2 separate regions of the Mus musculus genome follow, and region 1 is linked to region 2. The links are chromatin contacts, called in public promoter capture Hi-C maps. All regions are on one chromosome and are shown on one strand. The core of a region is the stretch at or near the end of the contact, and the rest is flanking DNA. Distances in the headings are between cores, read along the strand shown.

Region 1 (5,461 bases), core at 2,511-5,010, 670 kb after region 2:
GCTGGGCATGGTGGGAGGAGTCTGACGTGCACAGACCTGTTCCCAGACTCTCCCTCCACCTCAGGCCTTTCCTGTGGCTCACCTTCAGTGGACACTGTCTTATTCTGGCAGCGTGAGTGACTTCTGGGGAAAGAGCTGGATAGCTGAGATGTTAGGGTGGAGAGGAAGGAAGGGAGGAAGTACAGAAGAGGCTGTCTGCCCCGTGCGATCCACGAGATGAGCAGGTCATTGTGTGGAGGGAGGGAGGCTTCTGTGTGTGGTGCATCTAACTGGCATGTTTGATGGTACAAGCACCCTTTAGTCCACTTGTCTTGACATCACCACATTTCAACTCCATGAAATGGAAAGAAAAATAAGACCTACTTCTTCTGCCACTGCTATTAGCAGCTTGACTTAGGATCTCCCTGTGCATTTTTTTTTTCTGCCCCATCCAAATAAGAAAAACATTAACACAAGACCATTGTCACCATAGTTTGCATTTTTTTGATCTGTATGGCTGCCTGTCTTAGTAGATGTGACTTTGCCCTATTCCTCAGAGTGACATGGTTTCAGTATGTTTATGCCATGTTAAATTTAGTCTTATAATTTTAACAGTTGGTGACAATCTTCTAACCCACTTTCCCCTTCTCTGGTTGCTTCTTTTATATGGTTATGCTAGGCAACCAGCAGAAGCTAGGGCCAACACCAGAGTTCTCCTGGCCTTACATCCTTCTAGTGTGTTCACTTGTAAACTCACAAACACCCTTGGCCTTGCCATTAGGTAACAAGTTTGATTGGTCCACACAGTAAAGGTTTTATTCCTCAGTGTGTGACACGTTTTCTCCTCATTTTCTAAAAGCCTAATGACCTGCACATGGCAATTTTCTGCCTCTGTTGGGGCCTCTATGCTTTCTTTAAGGAACATTGCTCATGGGACCTTTGACAAACAGATGCATCCAGGATACAGTTATTGTTTGCATTCTGTGGTGAGGCCCATATAGTGCCATTGCCTGGTTCTCATGGCAGCCCTTCTCAGGCTCCTCTTGTCACTGCTTGAACTGGCCCAGTAGGACCCTTGGTCCAGCCACTTAGTGAGTGACCTGTACACTTTGTCCTAAAGAGTCAGCTGGGGAGAAGGGTTAGGCAGGACCGCTCACTGACATTGCAGTAGCTTTACAGGATTGAGGGTCTGTCCACCTTTTGTATCTAAATTGGAGGAAGAGCAGTGCTATTGGAAGACTGGATCTGGTGCGTTGCACTGCTGCGGCCACTTCACAGGAAGCACATTGGTGCTACCCGAGACCCGGGCCTAACATTGCTGCTGGCCAGTGTTTAAGATGCAGGAAAGGGGCACTTTGCTTTTAGCTGAGAAGAAAGATGAGTGGAGAAGGAAAGAGCCTGACAGTTTGTTCTGAGGCAGAGCTGTGAGGGTGGAATTTAGGGCCTCTTAAAGAGACTGAGTTCCAGACAGGCAACAGGGGAGCACTTCAGTTCTGGTGAACAGCAGACACAGAACTGTGAAATTGCTATATGCATGTTGGGACAGAACCCTGAACTCAAGACATTACGTAGTAATTCAGCATATTCTTCCCAAAGAGGATGTTTTGGTTGGATGCAGTCATACATCCTAGAGGCAGAGGCAGGTAGAGCTCTGAGTTCAGAGGCCAGCCTGATGTATAGAGTAAGTTCTAGACCAGCTAGGGCCCTGAGACATCATGACCAATTAAAAAAAAAAAAATCTGTGATTATTATTTTTTTTTTGAGAAGGCTCATAGATTTTTCACACCTAGGAAGGCATATCTTAATATAAAATAAGCAATTTCACTTAAATTGTAATTAAACAACATTTTTGTGTATTATACCATGTAGGGTGTTTGCATTAGAGGAAACATCCCCTGAAGGCTAACATCTGAGGAACAAAACAGGCCCTAGCTGTCCTGGACAGTGGACATGCCTGGCTTGCTTGTACAAAGGGCAAGCTGTTTGTCAGGAGGCCTCCCATGCTGACCTTAGGGTTGAAGAGTTCAGTCAGTTGAAGTCTGAGGGACACATGGAATGGGGCCATGATAAACCTGGGGACAAGCTTGAGCTCTTAGACGTTTTTACTCATTCATTTCTAACTAGGAGCTTTGGTGAGCTCAGAGTCTATGTGCTGGTGATTACTCTTGGCCAGATCAGCACTTCCAGGGGGACATCACTGTTGCTGCAGCAGCCATGTGCTGTCCCTACTGTATGTACCCCATATTGAATACAGTACACACTGTTCTTTCAGGGCTGGCAGAAGGGAGCAGGATAGATCGCTGGTGTGGATGGTGCAGTCTCTAGTTATGGAAAGTCTCTGCACACTTTGCTGTGGGATCCAGAGTTATCTGTGGCTTTGGTGGAAGCATTCGGTTGGCTTGGTGGCCTTGTGTATAGAGAATCATGGTCAAAGGGACTAGCTGGTCCTGAGTAGATGTCTGTCGAATCCGGATGTGATAGTTGCTAGCAGACAGTGAGGTTTTTAAAAGGACAATGTTTAACGTTTGTATATTAACTGCCAGTAAGGTTTTTCTTCCTGCCTGAGGGACCTGATGGGAGTGTTAGCTATGGCACTGGTGCTGCCCTGTGTTCTGGCGTGAGAGTTCACTCATCAAGGAGCCTGACGCCTTGGGTGTTGCTAAATCTATCTCAGTGTGAGTTTTAGTGCTTTGTGTAGCCTAGCCCTATGGCTGCTGGAGATGGTGCTTCACTTGGGCCTGGGCAACGCCTTTTGTATCCAGTGTGATTGTTTTTGTAACACCCAGGAGTATGCCAGTGAACTATAGGGCAGTAGTTGGGAACCTGGGCTCCTCCACCTCATTGGTTGTCACAGAGCAGGGAGAATGCAGGACTGGAGTGTAGAGGGGACCATAGATGGGTGTGACTAGCTATGCAGTCCCTGTGGGCAAGCAGCTTTTGATAGACAGTGGTTGGGGGGGATGAAATGTGGTGGAGACCTTGTGGGAAGGGACAGCATGTTCACTTGTTGTCTTAGCAGCAGTGACCGAATCTGAAAAGTTAAGCAGGAGGCAGAAAATAGGTCTTTGGTACCTCTTAGCCATGGAGAGAACGGATGGAAGATCTACAGTGCCTGGAGCCCTGGGCAGGAGGCCTCTGGTACCATTCTCTGGTAGTCTTGTATGTAGGGATTGGATTGGACATCCTGGAAGCCTCAGGATAAGCTGCCTGGAGTGAGGGAAGAGGTACAGAGCTGTGGAGGAGGAGGAGGAGGAGGAGGAGGAGGAGGAGGAGGAGGAGGAGGAGGAGGCGGCGGCGGAGGCAGGCTACAGGCGGCAAACTGAAGTACGCAGTGTGAGCCCAATGGTGGGCATCCAACACAGCCATGTGCTGTTCTACCAGCCTAACACACCATCCAGCGACTTCTGTTTTCATATTTGTGTGCACCAAGAGTGCCATGCACGGCTCTGCACTGTTCCTAATCCCATCTTCTCAGTGTCCCTGTATGCTTTGCAAATAATACTGTCCTAAAGCTGTTACTGAACCTAACCCGAGTGGGCAGGAAGAATGTCGTCATATCCAACATGTCAGTGATTCAAGATTTGGCATTTCCACTTCATTGGAAGTTTAACCTCCCAAGTACAGAGGCTTTGGTTCTGTGACATGAGTTTGTGCACTCCTTATCTTGTGGGTAAAGCTTTTCAACCAAAGGCCTCTTAAAAGGCTGTTTGAGGCTGTTTCCACTGCTTGGTGGTGGAGTTGTCTCCAACAGGCTTCTCATACACACAATTAGCCCAAGCCACCTGACTTGCCAGAGTTGCTGTTTCCAGTCTGGTGTTGCTGAGTCCCGAGGAGATCTTGGCGCAGAGCCTTTGTTCTGAGTTAATCAAGTGACGCAGGGACATCCTCAAGGCTTTTAAGTTGTGTAGCCTTTTACTTTCAGAGTGACTTTTAAATGTAAAGTATTGTGACATAGTGTAAATGTTTTGTGGGAAACTTGTAGTTTGAATAAAATAGAAACCATACCTAGGGATAACATATGCATGCTCATGCTACTTTGGAATGTTGAAACTGATGCTGTTGAATTTTCTGTCATATGTCCTGTAGTGAGAGTCTCAGAATCTTGCCCAGAAAGAACCTTTAGCAGTTGAGCCCAGCGGGCTGAGCCTTCCACGATGAGCTCTGCTGCTGTTTGTTGCTTGAGCTTTGTGTGTGGAGACAGGAAGGTGCTTCTCCCTGGTCAGGTCCATATTGGTTTTGTTTTTATTTTATTTTATTGTATGACTGTGTGCCAAGTGCACAGGCCTTGTGCCACAGAGGCCAGGTGAGGGCGTTGGATTTCTTGGAGCTGGAGTTCTAGAGGGTTGTTGGCTGCCCACGTGGATGCTGGGAACCGAACCTATGCCCCTTACAGGAGCAGCAAGTGCTCTTAGCCACTGAGCCAGCTCTTCAGCTCCCATGTTGGTAATTTGTAAATACCTTACTAAAGAGGTTGAAATAATTTTGGGGGTCTTTTTTATTTTTAGAGATATGAAGGTAGAGTGGGGGAACTAAGGGAGTATTGTCTGTGTATCCTAAGGGAGTGGAAGACCATGCTGCCTCGTTAGAGTCTCCCAGCCACTCACCTCCCCAAAGTTGGGCTTTGGCTTAGAAAGTCCTGGCTAGCCGGGCGTGGTGGCGCACGCCTTTAATCCCAGCACTTGGGAGGCAGAGGCAGAGGCAGGTGGATTTCTGAGTTCCAGGACAGCCAGGGCTACACAGAGAAACCCTGTCTCGAAAAAACAAAAACAAAAACAACAACAAAAAAGAAAGTCCCGGTTAGACAGTTGAGTATTTGTTTCTTCTCTTTATCACTCTGTGGCGCAGCATAAACTGCTGTGGGACCTTTAAGGCTCCCTGAGTTCTGTCACTGTCTCACCCTCCTCAAGGTAAGTAAATACTGATGCAGAGATTGTCCTGAACTCAGATGAGGTTTTTAATATTGCTGTGTGTTAAATGCTCTTTCACAGTTTTTTCCAGAAAGTAACTTGTGCACCTGGGCTTAGGACACCAGGCCCGAAATCTTTTGTTAGGGAAACACACAGTGTTACCTGACGGCCGGGGCTACACACTGCTCCGCAGACCAATGTGTGTGATGCTGTTTCCTTAATTGAATTAGTGTTTTGGTGGACTTCACATTTATATAAGTTTTATAATAGATTTTATAATCTTCAGTTTTCAAAATCACTTTATTTATAATTTTTTCAGGAGCTAACTCTCCCCCTAAACTTGAACCATCAGATGCATTACCTCTTCCTTCAAACTCGGAGACTAACTCAGAACCACCAACCCTCAACCCAGTAGAACTCCACCCCGAGCAGAGTAAACTATTCAAAAGAGTCACATTTGATAATGAATCACATAGCACTTGCACTCAGAGCGCACTGGTAAGCGGACACCCTCCAGAGCCCACCCTCGCCAGTAGTGGCGATGTGCCGGCGGCGGCGGCCTCCGCAGTGGCGGA
Region 2 (5,896 bases), core at 2,515-5,014:
TGGCATCCCTGTATGAAGCCGAACAGCTGGCTCGGTAAGGTCAGCCTCGTCTCCCCGACCCGCAGCACCGGAAGCCTTGTGGCTGGAGCTTCGGGATCAGACACTCAGACTACCTAGCCCCCATGATACAGTACCACGTGGACGACTGATGCCTGCAAGCACGCGCGCACAGGCTCTGGGTTGTTTACTTAAAGCTTTCTAAGTCAGTGCTGTGTGTCTCTCTTTCTTTCTCCGAAGCGGGCAAGGAGGGGTGGGGGAGGAGAGGACGAGGTGAGTTCGAGCATTGATTGTCTCAGTGGTATCTGAACCTAGAGATCTGTCGCTTGCCTAGAGATCTGTCGCACAGGACAAGCAGTGCTCGGGACCCATAGATACCAAGACCCCAGGGAACTGGGCAGAGCGAACTCCGGTCCGGAGCGCTGTAACCCGACCCTTAAAGGTCCTGGCAATGCCAATTAGCCAGATAGCAGGTGGGGAAGAGCTTAAGTGGTGATTGGCCTTACCTTGACAAGTGCCGCCTACTGGGACAGCCCTATTTTTCCACTATTCCTAACCGTAATCCTGGACGGTGAACTGTCTCCTCTGTACCTAAGTCCACGCAGGACTGAGGGATAACAGGCTGGAACCGAGCCAGATCCAGAAAACTGGTAAAGGCCCCTGAATTGAATAGGTACTAGACGTGGGCGGGGGAGTGCGGGGTGGGGGGAGTGATTTGTGAGGTCGAGAAATGGAAGCCAGATGGGGTTGGGAATGGGACAGTGCTGGATAGAGAAAAACATGAGACTGGTGAGTGCCAGAGACCCTGTAAGAGCAAGGTTTGGACAAGTGACCATGGATTCAAAGACCTGGATGGGGTGGAGGTGGGGAGTTCCAGTGGTGTCTCAATATCCCTTACAGACTGGAGCAATGGCAGCTCCAGGGACACCACCTCCCTCGGCCTCAGGGGGAGGAGGTGGGGAGCCCAGGCAGCTGCCTGAGCTGATCCGCCTGAAGCGAGATGGAGGGCATCTGAGAGAAGCAGATATCAGAAACTTCGTGCACGCGGTGATAGATGGAAGAGCACAGGACACACAAATTGGTGTGTGGTAACTAGACCCCAACACCCCTTCCAGCTGCCCCATACGCACCTCAGGGATCCACAGTACCCCACCACCATCACGGCCCCAGAAAACTCAGACTGCGTGAACACCTCGCTCATTGTATCCATACTTAGGGGCCATGCTAATGGCCATTCGGCTGCAGGGAATGAACCTAGAAGAGACATCTGTGCTGACTCGGGCCCTTGCAGAGTCTGGGCAGCAACTGGAGTGGCCCAAAGCCTGGCACCAGCAGCTTGTTGACAAACACTCCACAGGAGGTGTGGGTGACAAGGTTAGCCTGGTTCTGGCACCTGCCCTGGCTGCATGCGGCTGTAAGGTTAGTGACCACGTCCTCTACAGACCTCTGACCCGCTCACAGGAACCTCCAACCCTCCAGCCTGGCTCAAAGCTCTCAAAGACAAAATCCAGGGCAGTCCCATCGCTCAATACACAAATTCCACCATGGAGTAGAGTTGCCTCTGTACCCAAGAGGACCCTTTAAGAGCTAGCAGGCCCCACAAAGAAAGAGCGGGGCCTTCCTCTTCCTGTCCTTCAGACTTGGGCCCCAGATGAGTGTGTGCCAACTCCTGACCTACTGACAAACTGCTCCCACCAAGTACAGTTTATCTTCCTTTCCACCAATTGGGCACCCTCATTAACTGTTTAAAAGACTCTAAAATAGCCGGGCGTGGTGGCGCACGCCTTTAATCCTAGCACTTGGGAGGCAGAGGCAGGCGGATTTCTGAGTTCTAGGCCAGCCTGGTCTACAAAGTGAGTTCCAGGACAGCCAGACCTACACAGAGAAACCCTGTCTCGAAAAACCAAAAAAAAAAAAAAAAAAAAAAAAAAAGACTCTAAAATATAACTGCTTTTTTAAAAGTAATTTCATATGAGGATAGGATAGGTTCTTAGTAGAGGATAGGTAAAATGAGGTTAAGGGCCTGCGTGGGGGCAGTCAGCATCCCTCTCCACCAGGTGCCAATGATCAGCGGCCGCAGTCTGGGACACACAGGGGGCACACTGGATAAGCTGGAATCGATTCCTGGGTTCGGTGTCACCCAGAGCCCAGAGCAGGTACAGGTGGGCCACTAACTGATCAATGATCTGGGTTGAGGGAGTCACTGGCCCGAATCACAGGATGATCAATGGACAGGTTATTTATCTGGGTCACTAATGAGAGAGAACATTGACTATTCAAAAGGTCATTGGTTGTAAATAGGCCTGGAGTCATCGAGAGAACTTTGATCGGGATCGTTACTTGGGAACAGGGAGAAGCCACTGATTAGCTGGTACGCATTAATGTGTCTGTCATAACTAATCGGGATCCTTGGTAGGTTAGCCATCAGAACCATACTGACTCTCGCTGGCCATGTTTTGAACTTCTGTTGGGTCAGTGGTCAGGGCCAGTGGGTGGGTCCGTCCCTAGAAGTTAATGAAGGTGTCTGAGCAGATGCTGCACATCCTTGAGGAAGTCGGCTGCTGCATTGTCGGCCAGAGTGCAAAGCTGGTTCCTGCTGATGGGATCCTGTATGCTGCACGAGATGTGACAGCCACTGTGGACAGTGTCCCACTCATTACAGGTGACCTGAAACGGGGTACCCTGACTGACAGACAGTCCGCTAGGCACTGCCGCTTTTCTCAGAGAGGCAACTCTTCCTGTGCCCAAGTATACCCTGGGATGATGTTTCTGGTCTTCGCAGCTTCAATCCTCAGTAAGAAGGCCGTGGAGGGACTGTCCACTCTGGTGGTAGATGTTAAGTTTGGGGGAGCTGCAGTCTTCCCAGACCAGGAGAAGGCCCGAGAACTGGCAAAGATGTTGGTGAGCCGTGCTAGGCCACAGTGCCCTTTCTATGAAGGGACATGAGCCTCACATTCCGTCCTATCCCTGCCTCTGCCCACTCAACAGTCCTGGAAGAATAAAACGGCAATTCCTCTTTCCAGCCCTCCTACCCTATCCAATCAAAGCTGTCCTGACTGCGGACCTGGGGAAATCCTCCACAGAACCCCCGCCACTTAGGGCAACCAACCAGAACACCCCCATCCCCTCTGAGGCCTGGCAGTGTTGGTTTCTGATCTCTAACCTAAGCCTTTACTGACACCTTAACCCAGGGACAGCAGGTATGGGATTTGATAATGCCGGATACTGAATAATGCCTCCCCAGGTTAGAGTGGGAGTGAGCCTGGGGCTGAAGGTCGCCGCAGCCCTGACCGCCATGGATAACCCTCTGGGCCGCAGCGTGGGCCATACCCTGGAGGTGGAAGAAGCGTTGCTTTGCCTGGATGGTGCGGGGCCGCCGGATCTGCGGGACCTGGTCATTAGGCTAGGTGAGAGGGCTGGAGTTAAGACCACCAGTTTGTATGCCAGGAGCTCTCAATCCCTGCAGCTTCTGAGCTCCACCCCGCCCGCCAGCAGGAGGCGCCATTCTTTGGATTAGCGGACAGGCGGAAACACAAGACCAAGGCGCCGCCCGAGTGGCCGCGGCGTTGGATGACGGCTCCGCGCGGCGCCGCTTCCAGCTGATGCTTTCGGCGCAGGGCGTGGACCCCGGCCTAGCTAAAGCATTGTGCTCCGGGAGCCCCACGCAACGCCGGCAGCTGCTGCCTCACGCCCGAGAGCAAGAGGAGCTGCTCGCACCGGCAGACGGTGAGACCGGATATCAACGGCACCAGATCCCACCCACTTCCTCTCCCGATCTTTCCTGGTCCTGGCACGTGCCTCCAGTAGGTTCTCAGTGTCCACCCTCTCCCTTAGGCATTGTTGAGTGCGTCCGAGCGCTGCCGCTGGCCCGTGTGCTGCACGACCTCGGAGCCGGACGCAGCCGAGCGGGGCAGCCGATCAGACCGGGAGTGGGTGCCGAGGTACTGGTCGACGTGGGCCAGTGTTTGTCCCGAGGTAAGCGCTGTCTGGAATCCATAAACAACCCTTCCGGTCGCCCGCTGTGACCTAGGTAACCGCCTCTGTCGCTCGCGCAGGGACACCCTGGCTCCGCGTGCACCTAGACGGCCCTGCGCTCAGCAGTCAGCAGCGACGCACTCTCCAGGGGGCGCTCGTGCTATCAGATCGAGCACCCTTCAAGGTCCCTTCACCCTTCGCTGAACTTGTCCTCCCACCGACCATCGCACAGCCCTAAGTCTCGAACCCAGCTCAGCCAGGTGAGTTCAGTTGGGCAAGTCCTCCCCCAAGGGGTGGGACTGGGTGAGGACGCTGTTAACATGTGGCCTCATACTCTGCTGCTACTGCTTCATCTAGCTTATCACATGAGCTAGAGACCTTCTGAGGCCCAGAAAATGGACATATTGGGAATATTTGCCAGTCCCATCTTCTCGGACTGGTCCTAGCTCAGGGCTGATGGTGCCCTGGACGTATCCTCCATCTCATAAGAGATCCAGGTTGTAGCCACACGGGGGCAACATACTGGGGGAGCCCAGTAGGCTGGATGCCAGTGGCTCTAAATGCTAGTTGTAACAACCTTCCCTGGGGAGAGGGGGGGGGGGGAGGATGAAGGGAGATGGCAGGGCTGAGGGACTGCAGAGGGGCAGGGTACGGCATCCAGTTAAGTGCAGAGGAGTCTGCCTGCCCAGGAAGGTGAAGGTCAGACAGTTCAAGGCACAGTGGGCTGAGCTGTGTTACATTACAGAAAACAAGCTGGAGGCACTTGTTTTCTGCTGAGCCCCAGATTACCCTGAAGTGACCCTAAAGCTAGAAAGGATCACCTCTTAAAGGTGGTCAGCCAGAGGATCAACAGCCTCCCTATAAAGAACAATTTATTGTAAATAGACACATGCATCCCAGTGCCCAGGCAAAGCATATTCGCGGTGCTTCCAAGAATCCACAGGGAGGCTTGGCAGTTGTGGCGTGGGTTCTCCAGAGGTTGGGGTCATGAGGCTGAGACTCCCTGGTTAAAGACGTAGGTTAGAGCAAACCAGCTATGGACTTTTGGTGTTGCCTGGACTGCATGCAGCTTACGGCAGAGCAGTTCTGAGTTGAGACGAGCCGGTGCAGGCAGCTAGATAACCTGCTTGAATGTGGGGCAGATGCTTGTCCAGCAGCGGAGGCCTAGACATCTTGTCCATTCTTTTCTGACTTTTGCCACCTTTGTTCTTTTCCAGGAGCTTCAGGTCCACGATGCTACTGGCTCTAGGGCCCAAAGCTTGGCCCAAGCTCTCTCAGTTCAAACCCCTCCTCAGGATCTCAGGAGGTGAAACTCTGCATAGAAATTCCCGACACTGGGCAGGGCAGGGCCAGCGCCAAGGCCCTGGGCTAAGAACTAGACTGCTGATCACAGCCCTGTTTGGGGCTGGGCTAGGCTGGGCCTGGCTGGCCGCGAGGGCTGAGAAGGAACAGTGGCGCCAACAGCAGCGTACAGAGGCCCTGCGCCAGGCTGCTGTGGGCCAGGGTGACTTCAGCCTACTAGACCACAAAGGCCAGCCTCGATGCAAAGCCGACTTCCGAGGCCAGTGGGTGCTGATGTACTTCGGTTTTACTCACTGCCCTGATATTTGCCCCGATGAGCTGGAAAAGCTAGTGCAGGTGGTGCGGAAGCTAGAGGCGGAGCCTGACCTGCCCCTGGTGCAGCCTGTCTTCATCACTGTGGACCCAGAACGAGATGACGTGGCAGCCATGGCCCGCTATGTGCAAGAATTCCACCCAAGACTGTTAGGTCTGACCGGTTCTACAGAACAGGTGGCCCATGCTAGTCGCAACTACCGCGTATACTACAGCGCTGGGCCTAAGGATGAGGACCAGGACTACATTGTGGACCACTCCATTGCCATCTATCTGCTCAACCCTGATGGTCTTTTCACCGATTACTATG

What was found. Promoter capture Hi-C pulls out the DNA fragments that hold promoters and counts their contacts.
Region 1: a promoter capture Hi-C map of the C10 cell line shows a contact between it and region 2, with 8 times the contacts expected there. The contact joins the enhancer-like site here to the promoter of Sco2 in region 2. A contact is called at or near these places in 5 of 39 promoter capture datasets (the C10 cell line, cranial neural crest, hematopoietic stem and progenitor cells and 2 more), 4 of 115 datasets of contacts at active chromatin or transcription factors (bone marrow-derived macrophages, embryonic stem cells and pancreatic cancer cells) and 1 of 9 other capture datasets (liver).

What each region holds. Positions count from the first base shown.
Region 1 is chr15:88,701,015-88,706,475 of GRCm38.p6, reverse strand. It overlaps Brd1 (bromodomain containing 1), which reads left to right. Exons shown (of 13, transcript NM_001033274.3): 8 at 5,206-5,461. Among named protein-coding and RNA genes, the nearest start is that of Gm41377, 30 kb to the left of the region's middle. Within about 2 kb of position 3,760, at least 13 of the 459 cell types and tissues checked have an H3K27ac peak or open chromatin away from gene starts, as enhancers often do.
Region 2 is chr15:89,371,759-89,377,654 of GRCm38.p6, reverse strand. Sco2 (SCO2 cytochrome c oxidase assembly protein) reads left to right here and starts at 3,764. Exons shown (of 3, transcript NM_001111288.2): 1 at 3,764-3,972; 2 at 4,053-4,232; 3 at 5,190-5,896. The coding sequence starts at 5,206. It overlaps Ncaph2 (non-SMC condensin II complex, subunit H2), which reads right to left. Exons shown (of 20, transcript NM_001115132.2): 20 at 4,805-5,896. It overlaps Tymp (thymidine phosphorylase), which reads left to right and starts at 619. Exons shown (of 11, transcript NM_138302.2): 1 at 619-670; 2 at 898-1,078; 3 at 1,214-1,416; 4 at 2,055-2,153; 5 at 2,530-2,659; 6 at 2,780-2,898; 7 at 3,242-3,404; 8 at 3,493-3,723; 9 at 3,832-3,972; 10 at 4,053-4,232; 11 at 5,190-5,896. The coding sequence starts at 907. The coding sequence ends at 4,210. It overlaps Odf3b (outer dense fiber of sperm tails 3B), which reads left to right. Exons shown (of 5, transcript NM_001013022.1): 5 at 1-206.